Regions from separate parts of the Ovis aries genome. Here region 1 is linked to region 2. The links are chromatin contacts, called in public Hi-C maps. All regions are on one chromosome and are shown on one strand. Each heading gives the region's core, a stretch centred on a gene start, on an enhancer-like site or on the middle of the called end of the contact. The rest is flanking DNA. Distances are from core to core; before and after follow the strand shown.

What was found. Hi-C and Micro-C count contacts between places; a contact is called where the count stands out from the background.
Region 1: a Hi-C map of liver shows a contact between it and region 2, with 2.1 times the contacts expected there. The contact joins the promoter of PLCL2 here to the enhancer-like site in region 2. A contact is called at or near these places in 5 of 16 Hi-C or Micro-C datasets (blood and liver).

The regions. Positions count from the first base shown.
Region 1 is chr1:274,913,497-274,918,269 of ARS-UI_Ramb_v3.0, forward strand. It overlaps PLCL2 (phospholipase C like 2), which reads left to right and starts at 1,748. Exons shown (of 4, transcript XM_060396699.1): 1 at 1,748-2,093. The coding sequence starts at 1,794.
Region 2 is chr1:274,867,068-274,872,067 of ARS-UI_Ramb_v3.0, forward strand. All of the region lies in intron 2 of LOC132657535 (a long non-coding RNA gene), which reads left to right. The region is part of intron 2 of LOC114110669 (a long non-coding RNA gene); the gene reads left to right. Among named protein-coding and RNA genes, the nearest start is that of PLCL2, 46 kb to the right of the region's middle. Within about 2 kb of position 3,669, at least 23 of the 54 cell types and tissues checked have an H3K27ac peak or open chromatin away from gene starts, as enhancers often do. A contact at or near this core is called in liver, where this site is marked.

The DNA.
Region 1 (4,773 bases), core at 498-2,997, 45 kb after region 2:
AATGGAAGCAGGGTCTTTAAGTTCAGCCCCCAGCGGACGGTCAGTTTCTCCTTCGCGCCCTGCGGGAAGCGCAGTCCCGGAAAAGGAAACACACGCGCTGGAGAAGCGCTGGGGCGCGGGGAGAGGGCTGGAAGATGCGGGCAGGGCGTCTGGGGTGGAGAGGGGGCGCCGAGCTGGCGATGTGGGCCGTGTCTGGCTCCAAGGATGGACAGCAGGGGTGTGTGTGTGTGGGGGGGGGGGGCGACAAAAAGAGACAAGATCGGGGTGTTCACGCTGCTGACTCGACCTGAAATCCTGGGGGAGGGAGGAGGAAGGAAGACCCGGAGGGGCCTGCTTAGCGATCCAAGTAGGGTTTTTCTCCCAAAGCGGAGGCTGACCCTGGGCGCAGGCCGCGGACCAGCGGGCATTCCTGGCGGCCGGCTCGGGGAGGGCGCTGGGGGGTGGACGATGTGACGAACCCCTGGGGCCCCGGACTGGGCTCTGCCCGCGTCCCCGGCTTCTCGTCTCTCGCTGTCCCCTCCGCCGGCCCCAGCGTCCTTGCCACGGGTTGACCCCGCTCACAGATGCCCGGTTCAGGAGAACCGAGCCGGTTTCTGCACGTGCAGCGGGTCTGGCCCGCGGAGGGGGACCCCGAGGAGAAGGCTCTGGGGCCTCGTCCCGCGCGCAGGGCGGAGCCGGCCAGTGGCCTGCTCGCTCGCGGCCCCTCGGGGCGCCGGCGGCTGACGGGCGGTTGCCAGAGCTCCGGAGGGGCCGGGGGCCTCCGTCGACCCTCGGCCGCCCACCGTCGCCGTCTGCCGGGCAGCGAGGTCCCCGCGGCCCGATGAGCCGGCCCGGCGGGAGCGGCCGCGACGGCGGCGACCTGGAGCGGGAGCCGGGCGGCCGCGGTGCGTCCGGGGAGGGGAGGGTCCCCGCGGCCCGCAGGGGGCGGCGCGGAGCCCCGAGGAGGCGGGGGGGCGGGCGGGTCCCGGGCGCCCTGCCCGCCCTGCGCTGACCCCGGGGGTACGCGGCGGGCCCGGCGCGCGCCAGCATCGGCGGGGTTGGGGTCGGGGGAGACGCCCCCGCCCGCCCTGGGCCGCGGGGGCCTCGGGAGGAGCCTCCGCGTGGCCGGGGCGCGTCGGGGCGCCCGCCGCTGCCCCGAGCCCGAGGAGGGCGCCCCTTCTCCCCCGGGCCGCGCGGCGTTCTTGGCGCCCGCGGCGGCTCGTGTGCCGGGCGTTTCCGTCCCGGGTGGAGCGCCGGCTCGGGGCGCCCCGTCCCTCGGGAGGGCGCCCCGTCACCGGGGTGGGCGCCCGGTTCCCCGCGGTGGGTCCCACGCGGTGGGTGCCGGGTGTCCCCCGCGGTGGGTGCCCCGTCCCCTGGAGGGCGCCCTGTCCTCCGGGTGGATCCCGCGAGGTGGGTGCCCCGTCCCATGGAGGGTGCCCCGTCCCCAGAGAGCGCCTCGTCTCCCGGGAGGGCGCCTCGTCCCCGGACAGTGCCCCTTCCCTCGTCGCCCCGGGCCGCGCGCTGCCCGCGGCGCGTGTGCCGGGCGTGTCCCCGGGCCCCGGGCCGCCTGACCGCGTCTCTTTTCTCCCCCTGCAGGAACCTTCCGATAGTCCCGCCGCCGCGGCTCTGACCGCGCGCGAGGCGAGCCCGAAGCCGACAGCACATCGAAATTAAAAAAAAAAAAAAAAGAAGAAGCGGAAGAAGCGGCCGAGGCGGCGGCGGGCGGAGCGGCGGAGGAGGGGCCGCGCGGCCCGGGCGGCGGGGACGCGGGGACGCGGGGACGCGGCTTTGTGCTGGCGGGTCGCGGGGCGCCCATGGCGGAGCGCGGCCGGGGGGCCGCCGGCGGGGCCCTGCCCTCCTCCCCGGGCCCGGTCCTGGCGGCCAAGGGCGCCCTGCGGGCCGGGGCCGGGGAGGGCGGCGGCGGCGGGCGGCCCGGGCCCGGGCGGGCGCACTGTGACAGCGCCGGGGTCTCCAACGGAGACTGCAGCCTCGGCGCGCCCGGGGGCGAAGCCCGGGTCGGCCCCGCGCTCGCCGCGGCCCCCGGCCCGGCTGCCTGCCCGCTCCCCCGGGACAGCAAGCCGGGCGGCCTGCCCCGCCGGAGCAGCATCATCAAGGTAGGTGGGAGAGGGGCGCGCGTCGCCCGCCCCTCTCCATCCGGGGGCGGGGGTCCTTCCCCGGGCGGCAGGACTGGGAGGCTGGAGGGGGAGCCCCCAGCTCCCGAGAACCGGGGCTGCGCCGGCGGCGCTGCGGGCGGCAGAGCGGGGACCGGTGCGTATGGCGTTTGGGGAGGATGGAAAGGGGTGCAGGGGAGCTGTGCTCAGCCCCCTGGGACTCGGGGCTGTCACCTCTGCAGGGCTCGCCTGCAGTGATGGCCCGGTACCTGCCCGGCAGGGCACCCTCTGCCAGCGGTGGCCTTGGCTGGTGGAACAGACCCCCTGCTCGGTCTCTATTGTATGTTAAAGACAGTTGGTGATCATGTGAAACATTTTCTTAAGAATCGCAGGCAAGCGAACAGAGATTCTTCAGTAGGGTTTTCTTCCGATGGGTCTGTAAGTTGCCTCTTGCCAATGACGAGACTCAGAGGGTGCACAAATCCCTGGTCAACTCAAGAGAAATGGAGTAGGTTTCTGAAGGTCCAGGCACCTCTCAGCTTTCTTAGGGTCAGACGCTCTGGGAGATTACAGTCCTGCGGGGTTTTAGTCTTTTGGTTGCTGCAGCAGGCAGGCCTCCACTTCTGTGGAAGTTCTTTTGGGCAGTTTGCTTGGTATTGATATCTTTTTGCCTGGTGTTATTTGGCAGAAGGAAGTCAGCGTTTGGTGCCTCTTAAACTCCAGGAGTAATACTAGGAACTCCTGAGTTTGTGGTGGTTTCATTCGAACATTATTTTCTGGTCTGCAAGGTAAACCTATTTCTCGAGACATGAAGTGAAAAAAATAAATGATCCACGAGCTGATCAGATCAGAGCCTTTAGGCAGGACCAGCTCTTTCTGCTCAAGTTTGGAGCAAATATGAAAACGTTGCTTTCTGAAAACTGAGAGGTCACCGGGACAGTGAGCACCGAAGCACCGTGATGGGCCTGCACCCACCCTTCCTGTGGGAAGGAGGGTAGGATGGGCCCCAGTGAAGAGGACTGGCACTCGGGGTGTTTGAAACTTAACTGGACCTACAGGGACCTTCTGAGGAGCGTGTCAGTGTCCGATGGTGCTATCAGCTTCTGCACTTATCTGGTGAAATATAGCACCTTGCAACTCCATGTAACAGGCAGTTGTGAAACTGCTTTTTGCTTTGTCATCTGTTTGCCCAGTTTACCTCTGAGAAAGGGCACGGTTAAAGGACTTAAAGGTCAAGTGCATGGACCATCTGCAGGAGGTGTTTAGAGCTGAACTAAGGAGAGCAAAGTGGATGTTTGCTGCACACTCACCTGGCTTTTAGGGACTTATATTTTCTTTTACTCTGTCGCTTATGTTGCCATGGGAGTTGCTCTCAGCCAGGCGTGGTAATCAATCCCATTGACAGAGTTACGTGTCATACCTGGTTTTATTGGTTGCTAGATAACTTGTGGTGATTTTTGCTTTGTGGTGGAAATTCCAGAGAAGGTGCAAGCTCATCTTAACGCCTCTGCCTCAATATTTTTGGAGGGCCTGTGTTTGCACTTCAAAAAAAAAAAAAATTCAGATTTTATTGGTGTCTGCAATGGGGTTCACAGTGTAACTTATTTAATTATAGCAGCATCTGTTTTAATTTTACATTCATGGGAGATTAGGAAGGATGGTTTACCAACATTTCTGATATGTGGAATTGAGAACTTGTTGGTAGATATTCTTTCTTCCTTGAAGATTCTAGAAGCACATGGGGAACTGATTAATTACTCAGAAAGCAATGGAATTCTGAAACTTAGCCGGGCATCGTCCTCATTTTTCTTCTTTCTAGTGAAGGCAGTTGTTCCCTTGTTCTCAGGTGTGTCCCTAGACATTTATTGTGAGGAAGTTAGGGGTTCAGTATATTGCTTCCTGAATGAATGGAGAAATGGTAAGAAAGTACATGTTTTTTCTAGGCTCTTTTAATTTCTAAAATGGTTGGTTGGAATTTACCAGTCTTATCTTATTTATTGTCCTCTCTCTCCCAAATTGACTCCTTTTTCTTGCCTCTGCTTTCAATGTGCATTTTCTTAATACCCTGTAAGACTATGGAAGTAGTGTTGAAAGTTGCTCAAGCCTGGGTTGGAGGGCAGGGGTATGCTATATTTAAATAGGTAATTACTCAGTATCTACTGCCTTTCAGTTGGCGTCTTGAAGGATCCAGCTTTTCGAAATTTAGCGTGGCGTTTTCCTAAAGACATGGCAGCCTAATAGAATAAAGAGATTTTTTACTTTAATATCAGATTTCATAAAGCAGCAAATAGTGCCCAGATGTTTTTGTCACATGAATGGCAGAATTACATTTCACTTTTGTTGAACAAGTAATAACTAGCTTAGCAGGAGCGCGTGTGAAGGAGCAGTGGTGATCTCTCCTTGGTTTCTTTTGAACAGCGGGATGGATGCAGGCAGGTGATGGAATGGAGAGGCGGTAATAGACTCGTGGGCCTGGTGAGGATGGGGCTTGAGGGAATGGCATGGAGTCTGGGTGCTCACTCCTGAGCAGAGGCCGTGTGGGTGGGTGCGCGCGTCACCGTGCTGGGCTATGCCTGTTTTCGTGACTTCCATCTAGTGCCTTACAGTCTAGGTGGGGACCCCCAAGTGAGAGAGAGGAATAACAGCCGAAATGGGATAAACAGTGGGCAGAGGAGGGGACTGT
Region 2 (5,000 bases), core at 2,419-4,918:
GTCCTTGAGGGAAACTTGGAAAGCACAGAAGGATATCAATAACATAGAGTTCATCTCTAATCCTGCCAGACAAAAAGAAGCATTGCTAACCTTGGTGTGCTTTCCAGACTCCCAGCCCCACGCACTCGGGTAGACAGATAGTCTGTCCTAGTTGAGATCATGCCATATGCTGAGCTGGGTAACCTACTCTTTTCACAGATAATTACACCACGATTGCTAAAACTCCTCCTGAATATATTTATGAAGTTTCGTCCCCAGGAAGCAGACTCTGAGATGCGCATTGGTGTGCAGGATATTTCTTAGGTGGAGACCTTGGAATCAGCTGCTGCAGAAAGGGACAGAAAGAGGCAGGATGAGACAGGGAGCAGCTGAACTGGGATGTAGGTGGGCTCCCAACCCAGGTCTGGCCGCTTGCCCCTCGAAAGTTGATGCTCAAGAGACAAGGGTTCGTAGCTAGGGAAAGGTTGCTTCATTTAGGAAGCTGACAACCTGGGGAGAATGTAGATTCGTGTCCCAGAGCCCACTGCCAATCAGGGGTCAAGAGCTTTAAAGGGGGAGTTTCAGGGCTGGGGATGGGAATTATGTGCAGTCGTCTTGAAATTGATCCTGCAGTGGTCTGGTCACATCACCTTGATTGTTTCAAGTGCAGATAACCTTCAGTTCCCGGGTTGGTTTGTTCTCATTCCTGGAGTCCAGTTCTCGGAGCTGTGTGAGATAAAGCAGCTTAGGTCATGGCTACAGCCAGGTCATCATGTTAACTTCTACGTGGGGGAAGCTTCTGTATCTGTAAAGCTGCTCAAAGGACGTGACTCAGGATATTATCTGTAGCCCTTGAGAAGGAGCTAAAGACCTTTGCCTTTGTTGAATGACTCCTGCCCTGCCGCTGTGTTCAGTTGCTTGAATCATATCCGACTCTTTGTGACCCCATGGACTGTAGCCCACCAGACTCCTCTGTCCACGGGATTCTCCAGACAAAAATACTGCGGTGGGTAGCCATGCCCTCCTCCAGGGGGTCTTCCTGACCCAGGGACTGAACCCGCCTCTCCTGTGTCTTCCACATTGCAGGCAGATTCTTTGCCACTGAGCCACCAGAAAAGCCCACTGAATGACTCAGCTATTATTATTTTGTCCCGTTTGACTGCTTTTCTTTGCTTTTGCATTTTTTCATCCTCTGATTGAATTTATCCTTTGGTTAACGTCTTTCTGCAGACAATAGGCAGGTGGAGGACATGGGTGGGGGTGGGGGAAACTCTATCCTGGGAAGGCCCCATGGAGTCCTGCTCCGTTACAGGCCCACTGAAGGCCTCAGGGAACCCCATTGAGGACTCTGGATCAGCAGTGGTCCTCCCCAGCTGTCCTGAATTGGAGTGGCGGGGCTGGACCTTTATATCCCCAGGGGGATTGCTCACTGATCCTAGACTGCCCCAGAAAGTTCACATGGTTCAGGCTAGGTAGGGATCTTTAGCTGAGGAAGTCTTCAAAGGAAGTTCAGAGGTGATGGCTGTCTCAGAGCAGTATCCCTAGAAGATAGGAGAATAATTCCTTCATCGCCAGAGAGGGCGGATGTGGCAATAGGTCAAAGCCTCTGCATTCATAGTACCACGCTGCATAGCCAAGAGTGGGCTTCCCAGGTGGCACTAGTGGTAAAGAACCCGCGAGAGACACAGGTTCAGTCCCTGGGTGGGGGAGATCCGCTGGGGGAAGGCCTGGCAAACGCACTCCAGTTTCCGCACCCGGAGAATCCTAGGGACAGAAGAGCCTGGCGGGCTACAGTCCATGGGGTCACAGAGAGTCAGACAGGACTGAAGCGAGTGAGTGTGCACACGCCCGTGGTCACCAGGAATGGCAGCTGGAACTGAGCACTGGCCGTGCACCAGCATTGTGTGCGGGCTCTCAGCCCACGACTGTTCAGGGCGGTGATTATTATTAGTGACATCCTCCTTACCGACAAAGACATCAGATGGCCAGCTACTCACTGGGTCCCACCGCCCATAAGCTGGGGAGCCAGAATTTGAATCCTAAATCTTTGTTTGTTTGGCTAAGTACGTAAGAGTGCTTTCAGGTAAGAGTTTAAGTTTCCAGGCAAAAATGTTGCTACATGCTCAAGTGATAAGTTGTATGCCAGGCCTTGTTTTCATCTTCATGACGGACTAGAAGGATGGGATCTTCAGAAATGGCAAAAACATTCTTAGCCCCCAGATTAGGAACATGTAAGTAACTATAGGGGACGCATCTTTCAAAGTTGTCACTAAAGAGCGATGGAGACTGTTCCCTTCAAAGTCGTTTATTTAAAACACAGAACAGCATCTACATGAGGACGTGAAACCCTCCCACTTAACCTGCCTCTGTTTTTCTACCATGCACTTCAAGGATTGCATTTCCTGCAAGTGAGGGTCTTGTTAGGCTCATACGTGGCCCACCAGGTCCATTTAGCATACCACATCTAGTGTTATTTCCTAGTTTTGGAAGAACTATTCCAATTCAGGGATCATAAAAATTAACATTTAATTCTTTACGCTACTATAGATGTTAAAAATCTTTTGGTGAAATTCATCATTCGTTCTTAACTTCATTCCACCGTTTGACTAGGTTTTTCCACACGCCTACCCAGAGTGTTCATAATTTTTGAACAACATCTTCCTGAAAAGAGAAAGACTTCACCAATTTTTTCTTAACCCCTCTATTTGTCATGCTGTAATCTACACATGCAGCTCTTTAGGCGAGATGAGTACTGTTTCAGGGCGATGGTGTTTATGTATTTATTTGTCCCACTTAAGCATCAGCACAAAAATTAAAATGCAGGGTCAGTTATCACTGGGGAGTGTTCTCAGCACCGTAATGCGGTTGCCAGGCAACCTGTGGGCGGGCGTTAGATAGAGGAAGGGAAAGCTCTCAGCCTGCACTTCAATAGCAGTATTGGCTTTCATTTCAAACGTGCTAAATAATAGGTCCCTGCAACCCAATTCGCCTCCTTTAGCCCAATTTGCTTGCTTTTCTTCTTGAATGGAAAATTAATCTGGTTTAGTACCGGGTAACATTTGCAACCATGCAGTCTCTGCCAGGCACTAAAATAAAAAAAGAAAGCGTTTTCCACTTTGGGAAAGAAGGAAGGTCTGTTTTCTCTTCGTGTTTCACAATCTTTCCTTCCTTCCTTCCTTCTTCCCTCCCTCCTTTTCTTTCTCTTTCCCCATCTTTCTCTTTCGGTGAACAAAACACAGGGTCGAGGCAATGGATGGACGAGTTCAGGGAAAAAAAAGCGCCCCGGCCAGCGCTTCATGAGATGTGAACACCCTCACGTCTTCTAGAAAGCCATGTTTAATAATTTCGACGTGTTGCCTTCTATTCTGGAGCTTCTTAAACACACAGACATCAGTGAGTCAAAATGCCTGCCCGTAGAGAGAGCCTCAAGCCAAAGAGGCTGGTCCTAGGGTCCGGGCTGGGGTTAGAGGTAGGAGGGATCCCGGGTCCTTAGGAGGAGAGGCAGCGATATACAGGCAGTCCGAGTGCTGGGGGATTTGGCCGGAGGGCGAAGGGCACTTCTTTCCTCCCGAAGCCCAGAACCCTCCTCCACTGGGCTAGGCTCACACGCAGGGCTAACGCAGTGCTCACGGTGGGCCAGCCTCGCCCAGGGTAGGTGCTCAGCAGACGTGCTGGATGCACACATGTGCGGAGCCCGGATGCAGGAAACGCTGTCGGACAGCTGCGCCCCGTCACGGCGCTGTAGGGGAGCGTGTTTGGGGCCTCATGTAATTTCCTGTTTCGGGGATGCAGAAAAGGAACTAGCAGCCAAGGCTGGCAAGCTGTTCCTGGCTGAACGCGAACCAGGCTTCAGCTCTGCAGCCTCAGAAAACTCCTCTCCTGTGTTTTTCCTCCTTGGAGTAATTTAATTTTCATCTGTGTGCTCTGAGGTTTCAAGAGCTTTGAAGAGTGGGCACAGGGTTACCTTTGGAATAGCTCTCGCAGGATTCCCATGCTCTTTTGGGTTTTAAAACCCTGGCCCAGGCTAGGAAGGCCAAGATGCTAACCTGAGGTTCTTCTTTGAAAGCACCGCTCCTCTCCTGGCCTTCCTTCTGTTGCTGTCAGTGGTTTAGATCCCGGCTGTCCCGGGGTGGGCACTGGTCCAGCCTGCTGCCGGGGCTTCCTGCTGGAGACTCCTACCCACAGTCTGCCACTGTGTCCTCACAAACTTTTCCTTCCACAGGCTGCCATTTGCAGAAGCCTCTCTGGTTATTTGTCCTTTCTCTTGAATACCACGATCGCATCAGCTCTGTTCACAGTCACAGACAACAGAACTCCCCAGGCAGGGTGTCTTAGTATGGAAGCCAGGCCGCCTTGGTGGTCTGCAGGGGTCTTCTCCGAGGTCTAGGGGTGCTCAGAGTTTCGGAAGCAGCACCCCATAACTTCACGTGACCGGCTCACCCTCCACTGCGCTCGTGCAGTTGGATTTGTGAACCCACAATGTTTGGCATTGATCTGGTTGTAGGCAGTCACGGGGAGGGTCACAGTCAGGAGCCGAAGAGAGAGGAGAAATACAGGCAAAGAGAAGCTGAGACAGTCAAGGGAAAGCAGGCGCGGAGAGGGGACCATCAGCAGAAGCATGGAGAAAGAGATGGAAGAAACCCGGCAGAGGCCCCACCAGAGGACTTGGTGATCTTAGTGCAAAAACCAAAATGCTTTCAGGTGACTAAGAGGTAATCAGCCGCAGAATAAGGGAATCGGGGATGCTGGGAGGGCATGAAGGCCCAGAGCAGGAGAATGTGGTCAGGCTTGTGGGCGAGAGAACACCCCCTAGGGTCGGCAGGCATTGACCAGAGCACGGCAGACTGAAGGGACTGGGATCAATCACTCTTCCTCTCTCTCTTCTGTTTCTGACACTCTCTACCCTTCTCCCCGTCTCTTGGATAGCCTATCTGCCTTTTTCTCTTTCTTGAATCAATCAGTTGATCAATCGATCACTTCTCTTCTCCTCCTTTTCCTCTTATCTCAAAAGCATTTTGCAA